5 separate regions of the Mus musculus genome follow, and regions 1, 2, 4 and 5 are each linked to region 3. Evidence: chromatin contacts called from public Hi-C and HiChIP or PLAC-seq data. All regions are on one chromosome and are shown on one strand. The core of a region is the stretch at or near the end of the contact, and the rest is flanking DNA. Distances in the headings are between cores, read along the strand shown.

Evidence for each region. Hi-C and Micro-C count contacts between places; a contact is called where the count stands out from the background. HiChIP or PLAC-seq counts read pairs in DNA pulled down with a chosen protein or histone mark.
Region 1: a contact with region 3 is called in a Hi-C map of embryonic stem cells, with 4 times the contacts expected there. The contact joins two enhancer-like sites. A contact is called at or near these places in 3 of 15 datasets of contacts at CTCF or cohesin (embryonic stem cells, large pre-B cells and pro-B cells), 42 of 484 Hi-C or Micro-C datasets (B cells, the Ba/F3 cell line, the C10 cell line and 25 more), 5 of 115 datasets of contacts at active chromatin or transcription factors (astrocytes, embryonic stem cells, epiblast stem cells and 1 more) and 1 of 9 other capture datasets (embryonic stem cells).
Region 2: a contact with region 3 is called in an H3K27ac HiChIP or PLAC-seq map of embryonic stem cells, with 2.1 times the contacts expected there. The contact joins two enhancer-like sites.
Region 4: a Hi-C map of the HPC-7 cell line shows a contact between it and region 3, with 5 times the contacts expected there. The contact joins two enhancer-like sites.
Region 5: an H3K27ac HiChIP or PLAC-seq map of epiblast stem cells shows a contact between it and region 3, with 4 times the contacts expected there. The contact joins two enhancer-like sites. A contact is called at or near these places in 4 of 115 datasets of contacts at active chromatin or transcription factors (bone marrow-derived macrophages, embryonic stem cells, epiblast stem cells and 1 more).

The regions. Positions count from the first base shown.
Region 1 is chr1:59,607,762-59,610,461 of GRCm38.p6, reverse strand. It overlaps Gm973 (predicted gene 973), which reads right to left. Exons shown (of 19, transcript NM_001357842.1): 11 at 2,657-2,700. Among named protein-coding and RNA genes, the nearest start is that of Gm33833, 11 kb to the left of the region's middle. Within about 2 kb of position 1,396, at least 51 of the 459 cell types and tissues checked have an H3K27ac peak or open chromatin away from gene starts, as enhancers often do. A contact at or near this core is called in embryonic stem cells, where this site is marked.
Region 2 is chr1:59,321,440-59,324,139 of GRCm38.p6, reverse strand. The region is part of intron 10 of Cdk15 (cyclin-dependent kinase 15); the gene reads right to left. Among named protein-coding and RNA genes, the nearest start is that of Gm51625, 46 kb to the left of the region's middle. Within about 2 kb of position 1,414, at least 65 of the 459 cell types and tissues checked have an H3K27ac peak or open chromatin away from gene starts, as enhancers often do. A contact at or near this core is called in embryonic stem cells, where this site is marked.
Region 3 is chr1:58,760,149-58,762,848 of GRCm38.p6, reverse strand. No RefSeq gene overlaps it. Among named protein-coding and RNA genes, the nearest start is that of Gm39646, 30 kb to the left of the region's middle. Within about 2 kb of position 1,303, at least 105 of the 459 cell types and tissues checked have an H3K27ac peak or open chromatin away from gene starts, as enhancers often do. A contact at or near this core is called in the HPC-7 cell line, embryonic stem cells and epiblast stem cells, where this site is marked.
Region 4 is chr1:59,304,946-59,307,645 of GRCm38.p6, reverse strand. The region is part of intron 9 of Cdk15 (cyclin-dependent kinase 15); the gene reads right to left. Among named protein-coding and RNA genes, the nearest start is that of Cdk15, 49 kb to the right of the region's middle. Within about 2 kb of position 1,360, at least 1 of the 459 cell types and tissues checked has an H3K27ac peak or open chromatin away from gene starts, as enhancers often do. A contact at or near this core is called in the HPC-7 cell line, where this site is marked.
Region 5 is chr1:59,590,946-59,593,645 of GRCm38.p6, reverse strand. All of the region lies in intron 10 of Gm973 (predicted gene 973), which reads right to left. It overlaps Gm39648 (a long non-coding RNA gene), which reads left to right. Exons shown (of 3, transcript XR_865454.2): 1 at 1-1,970; 2 at 2,168-2,278. Among named protein-coding and RNA genes, the nearest start is that of Gm39648, 3.9 kb to the left of the region's middle. Within about 2 kb of position 1,350, at least 32 of the 459 cell types and tissues checked have an H3K27ac peak or open chromatin away from gene starts, as enhancers often do. A contact at or near this core is called in epiblast stem cells, where this site is marked.

The DNA.
Region 1 (2,700 bases), core at 147-2,646, 850 kb before region 3:
GTGTGTGTGTGTATATATATGCAATCCATGTAATACTGGTGACTGAACCCAGGGCCTCACACATCCTAGAAAGTGTTATAACACTGAGATGTATCCCTAGTATCTGGCTCACTCCTTATAATAAACCGTGCAGGTCACTACTGAATTTAAAGTAGGAAAAACAACATGACCATTAAGACCAAAGGGGAGAATTGTTCTTTAAACAGCTAAAAGCACTTCCTTGGAATTTCCTTCTTCTTGCCTTCCAAGACCGGAAAGCCTTTCTAAAAATTAGCATTTGTCATTGAGACAGGCACAGGCCTCCGGTGACTTTCTGCAGTGGCATTTCATTGCATTGAGAATGTCTGGCTAACCTCCGAGGACTCGGCCGGAGCCGGCCCTGGCGTCATGAGACAGGAAATCTGTTTTGACTGACTCAGTCATGGCTTAGCTTGGGCCATGTTCTGTGGTGCCTAAAGCCCCCGCTGCACTTGGCTAAGACGCTGGAGCCTGCCAGGGTTCGCATTCTGGATCTGTGATTTACAACAGGGACAATCTGAAGATCAGGGTACATTTTCCTGGCTAGTGTCACTCAGCTTTGAGCATGGAGGTGACAGAGCCTCATGTTAGAAGAATTCTTGCTTAAAATCCTGACCAACCTAGGCCTCATACTCCCAAAATATATTCTTATCAGATACCCACAAAGAATGACATTAAATATCAGTATAGGGCTGGAGAGATGGCTCAGCGGTTAAGAGCATTGGCTCCTCTTGCAGAGGTCCTGGGTTCTATTTCCAGCAAGCACATGGTGGCTCACAACCATCTGTAAGTAGGGTTGCAGGGGATCTGACGCCCTCTGTTGGTCTCCTCAGGCACTGCATGCACATGATACACAGACGTACATGCCGGTAAAACACCCATACACAGAAAATAAAAATAAATACATTTAGAAATAATAAAATCAGTATAAAATTATTTTTGAGTAGGATGGGAAGAAACAGTGGAAGATAAACAGGAAAGATCAAAACCTTCCACTTAAGGAGGCAGAGTCAGTGTTGTTTCACAGTTTGGTAGTGACCACAGAGGGAAGATATTAATTTGCTGCAATGTCCAAATTGAGGTTGGTATTTATTAAGGGACATCATTTTTTTTTTTCGTTCCTCATCACCGCTTAAAGAGTAAAGTTCTTTTACCAGTCCCTGAGGCAGAAAAGGATGCCAGGCGTGGAGAGGTGAAGGTGCTTGTAGCCTGCTACACAGTTCAGGTTCAGTTTAGTAGCACAGACCTGCAGCTGGGCATGCATTCGCTTGTGACTTTAAGGGGCCAGGAAAGAAAAAAGGCGCCCTCTCTGTGAGTCACATGGTTTAGGTTTCAGAGCCCAGGCTGGAGTTCAGGCCCGCTTGCTCCCTCTGCTGTACATTGTGTAGCAACAATAAGCACATGGCTTCTGTCTGGCCTGGAACCCACCCTTAGAAATGTAAGTGGGGCTGGAGAGATGGCTCACTGGTTAAGAGCATTGGCTTCTCTTCCAGAGGTCCTGAGTTCAATTCCCAGCAACCACACGGTGGCTCACAACCATCTGTAATGGGATCTGATGCCCTTGTGATGTGGCTGAAGATAGCAACAGTGTACTCATATACAGAAAATAATCTTGAATGAAAGAAAGAAAGAAAGAAAGAAAGAAAGAAAGAAAGAAAGAAAGGTAAGGGGTTTTCACTTCTGCAAGAAGCAATGACACCCACCTTTAATGCTAATAAGAGGCAGGGGCGGGGGCAGGGGCAGGGGGATTTCTGTGAGTTCCAGGACAGCCAAAGTCACACACTGAGACTGTCTTAAAACACACAAGCAAAACTAAAACTAAAACCGAAACTGAAACCATACCAAACCAAAACTAGAAGCTATAATGGGTAAGGAACAGTCCTGCTGCCAGAGCCCAGTGGGGTAGTAATATGCCTAGGTGCCCACAAAAGCATTGAGAGCCTAATTCAGTCTCTGAGCTATGAACTGTGAGTGCCTCCACACCCAGTGGCCCCAGGCTCAGTATTTCTTAGAACTACTACCACCCGTCATGATCAATATAAACTTGTTTTTGAAGGAAGCCTCCACCAAGGCACACTGTTCGTTTGAGAAAGGATCTCTCTGTAGTGCTGGCTGTCCTGGAACTAAGGAGACCAGGCTGGCCTTGAACTCCCAGAGATCTACCTATCTTTATCTCCCAAGTGCTAGGATTAAAGACCTGTGCCTCTTTGGCATTCTTGCCAGCCAGGGCTCTGGTCGACAGCAGCTAGGCCTCTAAAGAGAAGGTCCTGCTTTCTCGTACCAGCATGTCTGTAGGCATGGAACCCTAGCCGCCTCACCAGCATATGCACACCTCCATGAAAGCAGGAGGTGGAGAAGGGTGGATGCTTGGGGTGGGGGTGGGGTTTGTGTCTGTCCCCGAAGTCTCTACTCTTGTCTCAGTCTGCAGTCTCCAGCAGGAAAGAAATCTTTAAATAATGGAAGAACAGAAAACATGTCGCTTGCATTTGCATTCGACAGACAGAGGCCTCTGCTTCTAACTTCCAGTTCATGCTTTGAAGGGACATGGAAAGACTTCTCTGTTAATGGGTCTGAACAACACCGAGTTCTATCTGGGCAGTCCCAGTGAAAGGATTCACGAATCGCCAGCTCACTCTACCTTGGCTGTCTTTGGCATTTCCTCTGAGGGGTCCTCCTGGTTCT
Region 2 (2,700 bases), core at 165-2,664, 560 kb before region 3:
GAATGCTTGAGAGGCAGAGGCAGGCAGATTCTGAATTCAAGGCCAGCTTGGTCGACAGAGTGAGTTCCAGGACAGCCAGGACTACACAAAACAAAACAAAAAAGCAAGCAAGCAAGCAAGCTGTGGAAACTCAGCTTCCAAGATCAGATGCAGCAAAAGGGGACCATGCAGGTAGTAGTTTAGTCCCCTTGGTGAGCACTAAGTACAAGTACTAAGTACTTGGTGGGTCAGTTAGTACAAGGCTACTCTGTTTACTAGCCTGTGCCTACATTAAAAATAACTAGTAAAACCAAGATTATCTGGCATCTGCTTAGTGTTTATTTACAAACTGCTTACTGCTGCCTCTTTACTATTCTCCCCAGACAAAAGAAAAAGAAACAGAAAAAGAAAATGGTTCCATATTCAAGCACATCCCAGTTTCCAGCTAACAGAACAGAATCATCGAGAGGTCCGGCAAATGACTTTGACACCTCCTCCAATGAGACAGCGCTTCCTAATCCTTCCCAAACAGTTCCACTAACTGGAGACCCAGCACTCAGATATATAAGCTAATGGGGGCCACTCTCATCTAAACTGCCCACCCACGGCGACCATCTGCCTTGGTTTGTTTTGTGTAGTCAGTGTTCGAGGTATTGCCTTTGCTTTTGTTTGTTTGTTTGTGTGTGTGGATACCCACACTATATGTGTGGACGTACACCATGGTGTGTAAGTGGAGATGGTGAATAACTTTTGGGAGCCAGTTTTTTCCTTCTGTCACCAGGGACTGAACTCAGGCTGCCAGGCTTACACAGCAAGTGCCCTTACTTGCTGGGCCATCCCTCTGCCCCAGAGACTTGTCATTTTAATTTTATTTTTACGTATATGAGTGTTTTGCCTGCACATATGTATGCATACTGTGTGTGTGTGTCTGGTGCTCACAGAGGCCAGACAAGGGTATCAGATCTCCTGCAACTGGAGTTACAGACAGGTGTGAGCTGCCATGTGGTTGCTGGGAATCGAACCCAAGTCCTCTAGAAAAGCAGGAAGTGCTCTTAACATCTGAGACCTCTCTCCAGTTCCAGATTTTTTTTTATGGTGTGATTTAGTAACATGAGCACAAAATCCCAGCTCCAATCTCTCTGCCATTCAGGTGCTCTGGGACTTAGGGGTGAGGATTTCTTAACCTGTCTGGTGAAGCAACAGAGAGTTTCCAGAACTGTAAATGAGAATCATTTTGGAGTATCCGGAAAGATTAGATAAGGCCTCTGGCATGTGGTACAGTCTCAAAAGCTCCTGGTCTCATTGTTTTTCTCTCCTCTCTTCCTTTTGCTCTTGAACAGAGTTTCAGGAGATGGGGCGCAGGCCAACAGGGTAGGGTGGCCTCACCTGCAGAGCTTTTAAAAGAAGGCGGCCTGGCTCCACCCCCTAGAGAGCCTGATTTAACAGGTCTGGGAGGGGCCACACATCGGTTAGTTGTTTGCTGTTATTATGTCTTTAATAGGCTCCAGATGTTGCTAGTGAGGTTAAGGTTGGAGGATTGCTGATCCAGCCCAGAAAGCGGGGCCTAGCACTTGCCAGCAACTCGACATGCTTGCCTGAGCTTCACTTCCGCAACTGCAGCAACCCAGGGAGACTGTTGTGAGAAGTCCATTAACCAGTGTGTATAAAAACTGCAGAACACAACATCAGACTCCTACTTAGTGAGTGAGGTTTTTTTTTTTTTTTTTTCCCCCAAAACAGGAAAGAGAGAATGTAACAAGGGCAAACGAGCCTCTCAGGAATTCCAGATGGATGCCCTTGGACCCCAGGAGGGCAAACAACATTTTGAACTTGAGCCCTCTGGTTCTGTATAGACTGAAATTCAGACTCTCTCCACATCTTTTCTGTAGCTACATCAGCAAAGCAGGCAGGGTCAGTTGGGGAGCTGCTGGGAAGCAGAGCCAAGGCCCACAGCCTGTCTCTGACCTACCCTCCCACTTGCATGCAGATACCCACAAGCCAGATGACCTTGCCTCTTTGCTATTGATTTTTTTTTCAGTAGTTAAGTTTTGAGCGATCAATGAGAGAAAGAGCTATGGACAAACAAGCATCTTACACAGCACCATTTCAAGAGGGTCTGTTTCTCTGGCTTCAGCAGCCTCTAAAAATGCTTTCTTCCAAAGACAATAATAAATCACCAGGGCGGCTTTTCCTCCAACTCCTTCCACAGCAGCTGTCTTAAGTGAGCTCTTATCTGAGTTCAGTTGGAATTCAAGGTAAAATTGAACTGGAAAAGCAGAATATTTAAATTTCTGAGTGAAGCAAAATTCAGATGCGGGCAGAGCTACTGCTCTCCTAATAGAAGATTACCACAGGGTTCTTTGTTTGTTTGCTTGTTTTTTCATCAATGTTTAATAGAACTCATTCCACAACTGACTCAGGAATGGGAACCTTTGGTCCCTGGAGATACGCTGAGTGATCAATTGAGAAAACATCACCTGGACGTTTTGAGCCTAGGCTCAAGGTGAAGCATTTTCTGGTTACTATAGCTTTGCCTCTGTCATCCTAAGGTTATCTTATAGTGCGTTCTATTGAACTACACCCCTGGAATTTCCTGAACACAATGCATTCTTGAGATAACACGTATTTATGCAGTTGATAACTCGGCTAGCCTGATTTTGCTATCTCAAGTATGGCAAGAGTGGACTGCAAGAATCTGCGGCTTTCTCCCTCACCTGAACT
Region 3 (2,700 bases), core at 54-2,553:
CTCAAAGCCACCTGCCCCACACCTGGAGGCCAGAGTTTGAGCTTGATCATTGCTAATTTGCAACTGAATAGAGTACCTGGACGTCCACAAAGAAGCTTTTATCCTGTTGTTTTTCAACTGTCTCAACTTTGTTTTTTCAAGCAGATCCTTCAATGCCTTACAGCCTGTTTTCAGCAAGCATGCAGCTCCGCCTCCAGCAAGCGCAGGTGGCAGAAATTCATCGATATGAAGAAGCATATTGAGTATATATTGTGGCTGTGGTCTGATTTGGGAATAAGGTGTGCTATAAGAGCTGGTCAGTCAATGATGGGCAACCAGATTTCGGAACTATATCAATCTAAGACAGAGGTACATGCCAAGAGGCTGTGGTTTATTAGTAATACACCACAGAGCCATGTTTGTGCAAAATAAACACAAACAAGCTGCATATATTCTTCTTGAAGGATAAAAATTGTTCGGGAAAATCTGAGATTTCCCAAGCCAGGCGTGGCCGCCAGCCACCATAACTCCCAGGCAGGACTAAGCATAAACAATTTTTATGCCCAGTCCAGATAATTTTTAGTATATATTTAGGGAGGAATTGTAGCTTCCCTCAGCCTTGAAGCAGGCTGATTCAGACTTTACTGCCACTGAATATGAGATCATCTGGGGTGTAGCCTTCCAATTTAGATGGCTATATTGTTATGTCAACTACTGCTGCTCTTCTCTGAGACTCTACTACCTGCTGAGAGACCCTTGAGACATTCCGGAGACACATCCTATTATGCACATCGCCTACTGGCTGGCTCCAGGCACCAAGAATGGATTGGCAGGGGATGGGCCTCCCCTCTTTATAAGCACAGACTCTTAGTAAACTTTGGGGCCTTGATCAGAGAAAAATTTGTCTTGGCCTCATTCTTTTCTCGCCATCTAGTTTCTTTCAGCCCCAGCCTGCCTTTCAGGAGTACCTGGTTCATGTAAGCCACGGGTGGCTTACAGTTACACAAGGTAAGGGGATCCCCTCCCTTCTTTTGTCCCCAAGGAGTCTCCCTGCCTTTCTATCCTGGAATGAGCTTGGCCTTTAGTCTCAGATGGATCTGCCTCCCACTAAGAACTCTGGCACCTTCCTTTGTGAAGTAATCCACAGGAAGCAAGCCAGTGCACATGACATTTGCACACAAAGCAAGTGCTCTATAGACATTAACTCCTTCCCCTCCAGCCGCTAGGGGGTAGCCTCTTCCTGCTGCCACCAGGGCAGACCAGGAAGCTTGGTTTTAGCCAGGCTTCTGACCAATCCAGACACAATGTGGACTAGAAGCCAACTGCTCAGGGCACATGATTCTCCTTCCTCCAAACCTTTGTGGAAGTCACTGACACTACAGTGGGGAATGCCCTCCTCCACCTCAGCTTCCTGGGGCACTCAGTCCCCAAGTCTGAGTCACACCTGGCTCAATCACACCCAGTCAGGCAATTGTTTCTTATTGCCTGATTCAGTGCTTTGTCATTTATTAATTTTATTGTTTGAAAAATACCATTTGTGTTGATACTTTCTGCACACAAGGGTTATGAAAATCAACTGAATTGACATATGAGAAATATTTAAAACAGCTGCTAGTGCTCAGAGTAACACAAGTGGAGAGAAATATGTACGTGTGTGTGTGTGTGTGTGTGTGTGTGTGTGTGTGTGTGTGTGTGTGTGTGTTGGGTAGAGAGGAGAGAAAGAGAGAGTGGCAACCTGGTCTACAGAGTGAGTGCCAGGATAGCCAGGGCTACACAGGAGAAACCCTGTCTTGAAAAACAAACAAGCAAAAAGGACAAAAAAGTATATATTAAGGGAATTTGTTGTGATGATTTCCAGCCTGCAGTCCAACTAACCCAACAATGGGCAGCTGTGGATGGGAAGTCCAAGAATCTAGTAGTTACTCAGAGGCTAGTTGTTTCAGCTGGTGTTCTGTAGAAGTAGATTCCAGCACAGAGATTAACTTGCTGGCAAGTTAATGCAAATGGTGAAGAAGAGCAAATCTTTCTTTCAAGGTCCTTATGTAGGTCTCCAGCAGAAGGTGTGGCCCAGATTAAAGGTGTGAACCATCACGACTGATCTGGTTCTTGCTTTGTCCCAGGTTGACCTTGAACTCAGAGTTCTCCTTGCCTCAGTCTTCTGGGATTAAGGGTGTGTATTACCTTGCCTGGGCCTAAACTTTTCATGGCCACTGTGCCTCAAGATCTCCATGCCAAGATCCAGGTCAGAAACTTGTGTCTTCTAGTCTAAAGATCTTGATCACAGGTGCCCTCCAGTTTTGGATTGTAGTTCATTCCAGATATAGTCAAGTTGACAACCAGGAATGGCCGTTACAAGTATCATGGTGTAGCTTCCCTGTCATTTCTAGGAAACATAATCTCATAGCACAGCTGCAAGTCCCCGGCTTTTATAATGTTTCTGCTCTTCTTTCAGTGATGTTCCCCCAGTCTTAGGTGCAGGAGTTGTGTTGTAGATTTGTCCATTGGGGTTGGGCACCCCACTATCTGCTATTCTCTGTATTTGGGCCAGCTATGGTTTTCTAGGATGGTCTCTGTCTGCTGCATGAACCACAATAACAACCAGCTAACTCTGGAAGGTACTCCTAAAGGTGCAGTGGTGGCACTCATTTCTTGGTGGTAACCAACAGCTCTCTAATTGGACTTAAGGCCCATTAAACAGAAGTGCCAGTATCAAGCCTGGTA
Region 4 (2,700 bases), core at 111-2,610, 540 kb before region 3:
TTTACCATTGGTTACAGACTGCTCTAAGGAAAAACAAAACAAACAAACGAACAACAAAATACACCGTCCAAACCTCAAGTGTTTGAGATGTGTTGTTATAAAGCAACAAAATCTGGGCACGGAGATGGCTCAGCAGGTAAAGCAGCTTGTCGCCAGACTGGATGCCTGGGAACCAGCATGGTAGGAGGAGAAAACGGACTACCTCAAGCTACCTTGTAATCTTCATGGTAGGGCTCCCTCCCCTACCCCAAAATACATGGGGGGAAAAAAAAAACAACAAAGTCATCTAATCTGATCATTTTGTCCACTTTCCCTCAGAATACAGAACTAGAGATGCAACTGGAGTTCTGCCTGAGTAAAATGAATCTGGCCATAATACATAGCTAAACACTAGAGAGCTATCTTCCTGGGACAGGGGGAAGTCCACGGTGAGCCGTGCAGCTATTCAGACTCCAGAAATAACTAACTAAAAGGGAAAAGCCGATGAATAGAGGAGAATATTATGATTTAAAAGTACAGGAACACTGGGCAGTGGTGGTGTACACCTTTAATCCCAACACTTGGGAGGCAGAGGCAGGTGGATTTCTGAGTTCAAGGCCAGCCTGGTCTACAGAGTGAGTTCCAGGACAGCCAGGGCTACACAGAGAAACCCTGTCCCAAAAAACCAAAAATCAAACCAAACCGAAGCAAAAAAAAAAAACCAACCAAACAACCAAATAAGCAAGAAAAAAACTACAGGAACTGGGGCTAGGGCTGGGGCGATGGCTCAGTGGTTAAAAAGTACTTTCTGCTCTTCCAGAGGACCTGGGTTCAGCTCTCGAAACTAACATCAGGAAGCTCACTACATCTAACTGTATCTTTGGAACATCTGGCGCACTCTTCTGGCTTCCATGGCATGAACATGCACACGTACACACACACACACACACACACACACACACACACACACACACACATCACAGACATTAGACAAATCTTTTTTAAAATGATAGGAGCTACAGTATTCTCTTTGCATGTTGTTTGTAGAAGCCAGGGAATAAAGCACACCTTAAGACAGCGAGACTCACAGAGTTTGGGTATAGTCATGTTCTTTGTTATACCCGAAGTTAGAGCTGTGTTCGGAATGCATGAGTTCTGACTCCAGGCCAGTATTATTTCTCAGATGCCTACTTGATTTAAATTTGAAATAACTTGCCATAAATGTCAAAATAAACTCCCTGGTTTACTTTAGCGTGCTGAAGATAAAGACAGGCATGAAGATGGCTTTCTGGGCAGGACCCGTGGGGGAACTCGTTAGACACACTCGCTTTTGCACAGCACTCATTTTCTGGTGTTTTATCTCCAGACTCCAGCGCAGACTCCTGCATGCACTGGGCTACACAAATATTCGTCACGTGGCAGTGTCACTCACCAAGGACCAACAGCTAGAGAGCCAGGGGAACATCTAAGCCACTCTTCCTGATTTCTGAGCACAAAGAACTGCAAAGTGGTTGTTTTTGAAGTGCGTGGTTATTTAAATTTTACAAAATTTTTATTTTACTTATTTATTTATTCGAGACAGGGTTTCTCTGTAGCCCTGGCTGTCCTGGAACTCACTCTGTAGACCAGGCTGGCCTCAAACTCAGAAACCCACCTGCTTCTGCCTCCCAAGTGCTGGGATTAAAGGCGTGCACCACCACACCCGGCTCCAAATGTTTTTTAAAAACTTGGTTTATATACAGTTCTCCAAACACTAATGGAAGCCATCCAGAGCTATACAGAGAAACCCTGTCTCGAAAAACTAAAACCAACCAACAAACAAAAAAAGTTAATGGAACCTGTAAATATACTTACATTCTTTTCAAATATGATATTTTACAAACATTCTAACAGCACGTGTCACTTCAGCATAGCGTGCATTAGCTATGTTCATGTGTTTCCTTTTACAGTATGCTCAGTTCACATCTGCTCACATAGGTTTCACTGGGATGTCAGTCATCATGCTACTCTGATTGAAAAACATGTGTCTCAGAGTCCCTTTTTCTCTGTTACTTTTTGCTTCTCATAATCTCCAGAGAATACCTATATATGGTTAATGTTCATATATAATAAATAACTAGGTAGAAAAGAAATCTTCAAGTGTGTGAAGGGCCATCGCAGGGTGGAGAGTAGCCATCCCACTTGTCCTCGCTTGGTGACGAGCAGAGCAAGAGCAGCTACATTATTGAAGCATCTTTATAACGGTGTATGAAAGAAGACAGCAAGTGTATAGTCACGTCTACACTGTGTGTATGTATGTGTGTGTGTGTGTGTGTGTGTGTATGTGTGAGTGTGTGTGTATGTGTGAGTGTGTGTGTGTGTGAGTGTGTGTGTGTGTATGTGTGAGTGTGTGTGTGTATGTGTGAGTGTGTGTGTGTGTGAGTGTGTGTGTGTGTATGTGTGAGTGTGTGTGTGTATGTGTGAGTGTGTGTGTATGTGTGAGTGTGTGTGTGTGTGTATGTGTGAGTGTGTGTGTGTATGTGTGAGTGTGTGTGTGTGTATGTGTGAGTGTGTGTGTGTGTATGTGTGAGTGTGTGTGTGTGTATGTGTGAGTGTGTGTGTGTATGTGTGTGGGTGTGTGTGTATGTGTGTGTGGGTGTGTGTATGTGTGAGTGTGTGTGTGTATGTATGTGTGGGTGTGTGTATGTGTGAGTGTGTGTGTGTGTGTATGTGTGAGTGTGT
Region 5 (2,700 bases), core at 101-2,600, 830 kb before region 3:
CAGCCTCTGGGCTCCGTCTTGACCCTGTGAGCTCCCTTGTGTGTTTGCAGGGTAGAGCAATCAAAACTGGCTCTTGCAGCTCTAGGGTATATTGGGAGCAACACATTGGCATAAAGAGAAACCCAGGGTCACCTTTTCTAAAAGTCAGGAAGGAGAGGAGAGCCCAGGGCTCTCTAGAAGGAAGGGAAAGGGGGTGGGGGTAGGGCTGGAAGGAAGCAGAAGCTCGAAGTTGTTTTTAGTTTTTTTGGTTTTTATTTTTTCATGTGCACACTTTGGTGGAAATGATTTAGAACGGATGGAAAGGTGACATATTTCAGAGAAAAAAACCCAACTCACCCAGCCCCCTCCCCTAGGTTGTGCTGTAAATATTTGACGATTTTGATTTTGAGGTTCTGCTAAGAACTCCTGGGGGCCTTTCTCTGTAGTAACCGAAACAATAGAGACGAACGAGTTAATTTGGTAAGGCTGATCTGGATTGCACAGAACGCCTTGCGCAAGTGCTTGGCATTTAAACAGTTATCTGACATTTAAAAGGAGATGACTGTTAATGAATTCAAGAGCTAATCTTATACTCTGACAGAGTGAGCCATGGAAAATCCAGGATTATTATCTTGCTGTAACCATAATGTGATTTGGTTGAGCTATCAACAGACGGGAGCGACTGGCCGCATACAAATATCCATAGGAACACACGGGAGCCGACTGAAAGGGGAGGCTCATTAAAATTAAGTAAATAGCTTATCATTTCTTTAAGTACTCTCGGGTTGTAATATCCGAACTATAGACTCGGGGAGAACAGCCCCCTAGGCGCTCCTCCTCCTCTCTTGAGATTTCTTAGAGCGTCACAAGTCGCTCTACAAACAGACCTTGGGATATCTCACTTTAAAATGACTGAACCCAAACAGCTACATCTCCACCCATGAGTCCCACAGAGTCACCCAAGACAAGGATCTGTCCTGCGGGGCCTCCCCCTGATGTCTCCCACTCCTTTCTAATTGGGGTTCCCCACTTTTGTAGCTGCCGCTTAATGGCTCCGGCAGGAGCTCCTGCCCCTCATTAAGTCGGCTGCAACACTGGCCGTCTAACCGCCTCGCTTCCCACGCAGCTCACAGCTCCACTCTGCCTGAGAGCCAGTTGCCAAAAGTCTCTGGGAACCTGTGGGCAAGCTGAGCTTTGGGGAGAGAACAGGAGGAGGGAGGGAGAGCCTGGAGAGCCAAGATTTGAAGGGTGTTGGGGAACACACCCCACCATTATCTTAATGCATGGGAGGAGGGGCGGATCGGTGGAGATGTCTTTGTTGAAACCCTGTGGAGTCCTTTAAGTTGCCCCATCAAACCTCTGTGCACCGGGGCATTTGTCCCCTCCTGTGAGCAAACAAAAGGGACAGTCCTGACCACCACATCCCCTCTGTGGCCTTAGCCTCTTATCCTTTGGGAGCTTTGAACCCTGGTGGGGGGTGGAGGTGGGAGAAAGTCGGTTACTAGGTGTAGAGGAGAATGGCTGGGACTTGAACCCCCTCACCCCACAACCAGATCCTGATAATGGGGACTGCAGTTGACTGCAGCCTGACCAGTCAGTCCCTTCTAGGGCTTAGTTGAGTCTTCCTTTGTCAGCCTATGGCGCTAAAATTAGGTAGAATTGGGAACAGGGGCGGGGCTGGGTTGACTGCAACTTTGCTGGCTCCTGGTGATCTGGATTCTCCAAGAGAGAGATCTGTGAGGGCTGAGGTCACTACAAACACTGCCAACTACACCGCCTACACCATCACCACTCAGCCCCTAACCCCCACCCAGCCGCCCCTGAGTGCCTCTCCTACCTGCACAGAGGCCACAAAGGGCTGGGAAGATCCTACCTCAACCCCCCAGCCTCCCAGGGGACAAAGAGTCTGCAGCCTACCGTGCATTTGTCATCCATGTGCTCAGCGTTCTTACTGGGATGTGGCTCCCTTCCACTCATCTCTGCCACCTGAGGTGCCACTGCTCTGTGTGTGTGTGTGTGTGTGTGTGTGTGTGTGTGTGTGTGTGTGTGTGTGTGTGTGTGTGCGCGCGCCTGGCAACTTGTATGGTGTGGGCAGGATGGAGACAGTTGGCCTTTAGCCATTAGAGGGGCTCCTTGTTGTCTCTGTTAAGACTTTTGGTCCCAGCACTTCTTTCTACCTTCCTGATAGAGATGGGGTCTCGGGCTGTCTTTGAATTCCCGTCATAGCTGAAGAGGAACCTGAGCTTCTGCTTCTCTCATCTCTGCTTCCTGAGCTGCCACCGCGCCAGTCTCTGCAGTGGTAAGGATCGAACCCAGGATTTCAAGCACTCGAGGCAAGCAAGGCTCTGCCAACTGGGGGCTCTACCCAAGCCCTTCACCTACTTTTTCATGTCTCAAGTCTATAGCAGTTGGCATTCTCCTCAGTGTTTATGACATTAGCTCACTGGCTACTAAGCCCTGGTCTAAGAAACCCAGTAGTTCTTCTAGTCTTTACCTTTGTGAGGGCTAATTTGGTGCCTTTTTTTTTTTTTTTTTTTTTTTTTTGCTAAGTCACCAAGCTTTCTGTGCCTCAGTTTCTTGACCTACATAAAAGTGCTCACTTCATTGTTCTCAGGAAGATTTTCAGTAATGAACCACAGGGCACTTTAGCTCCAGGCCTTCCATTATCTGGAAGCAAATCTTATCCAGGAATTCTAATTGATATTGTCCTCAATTTAATTA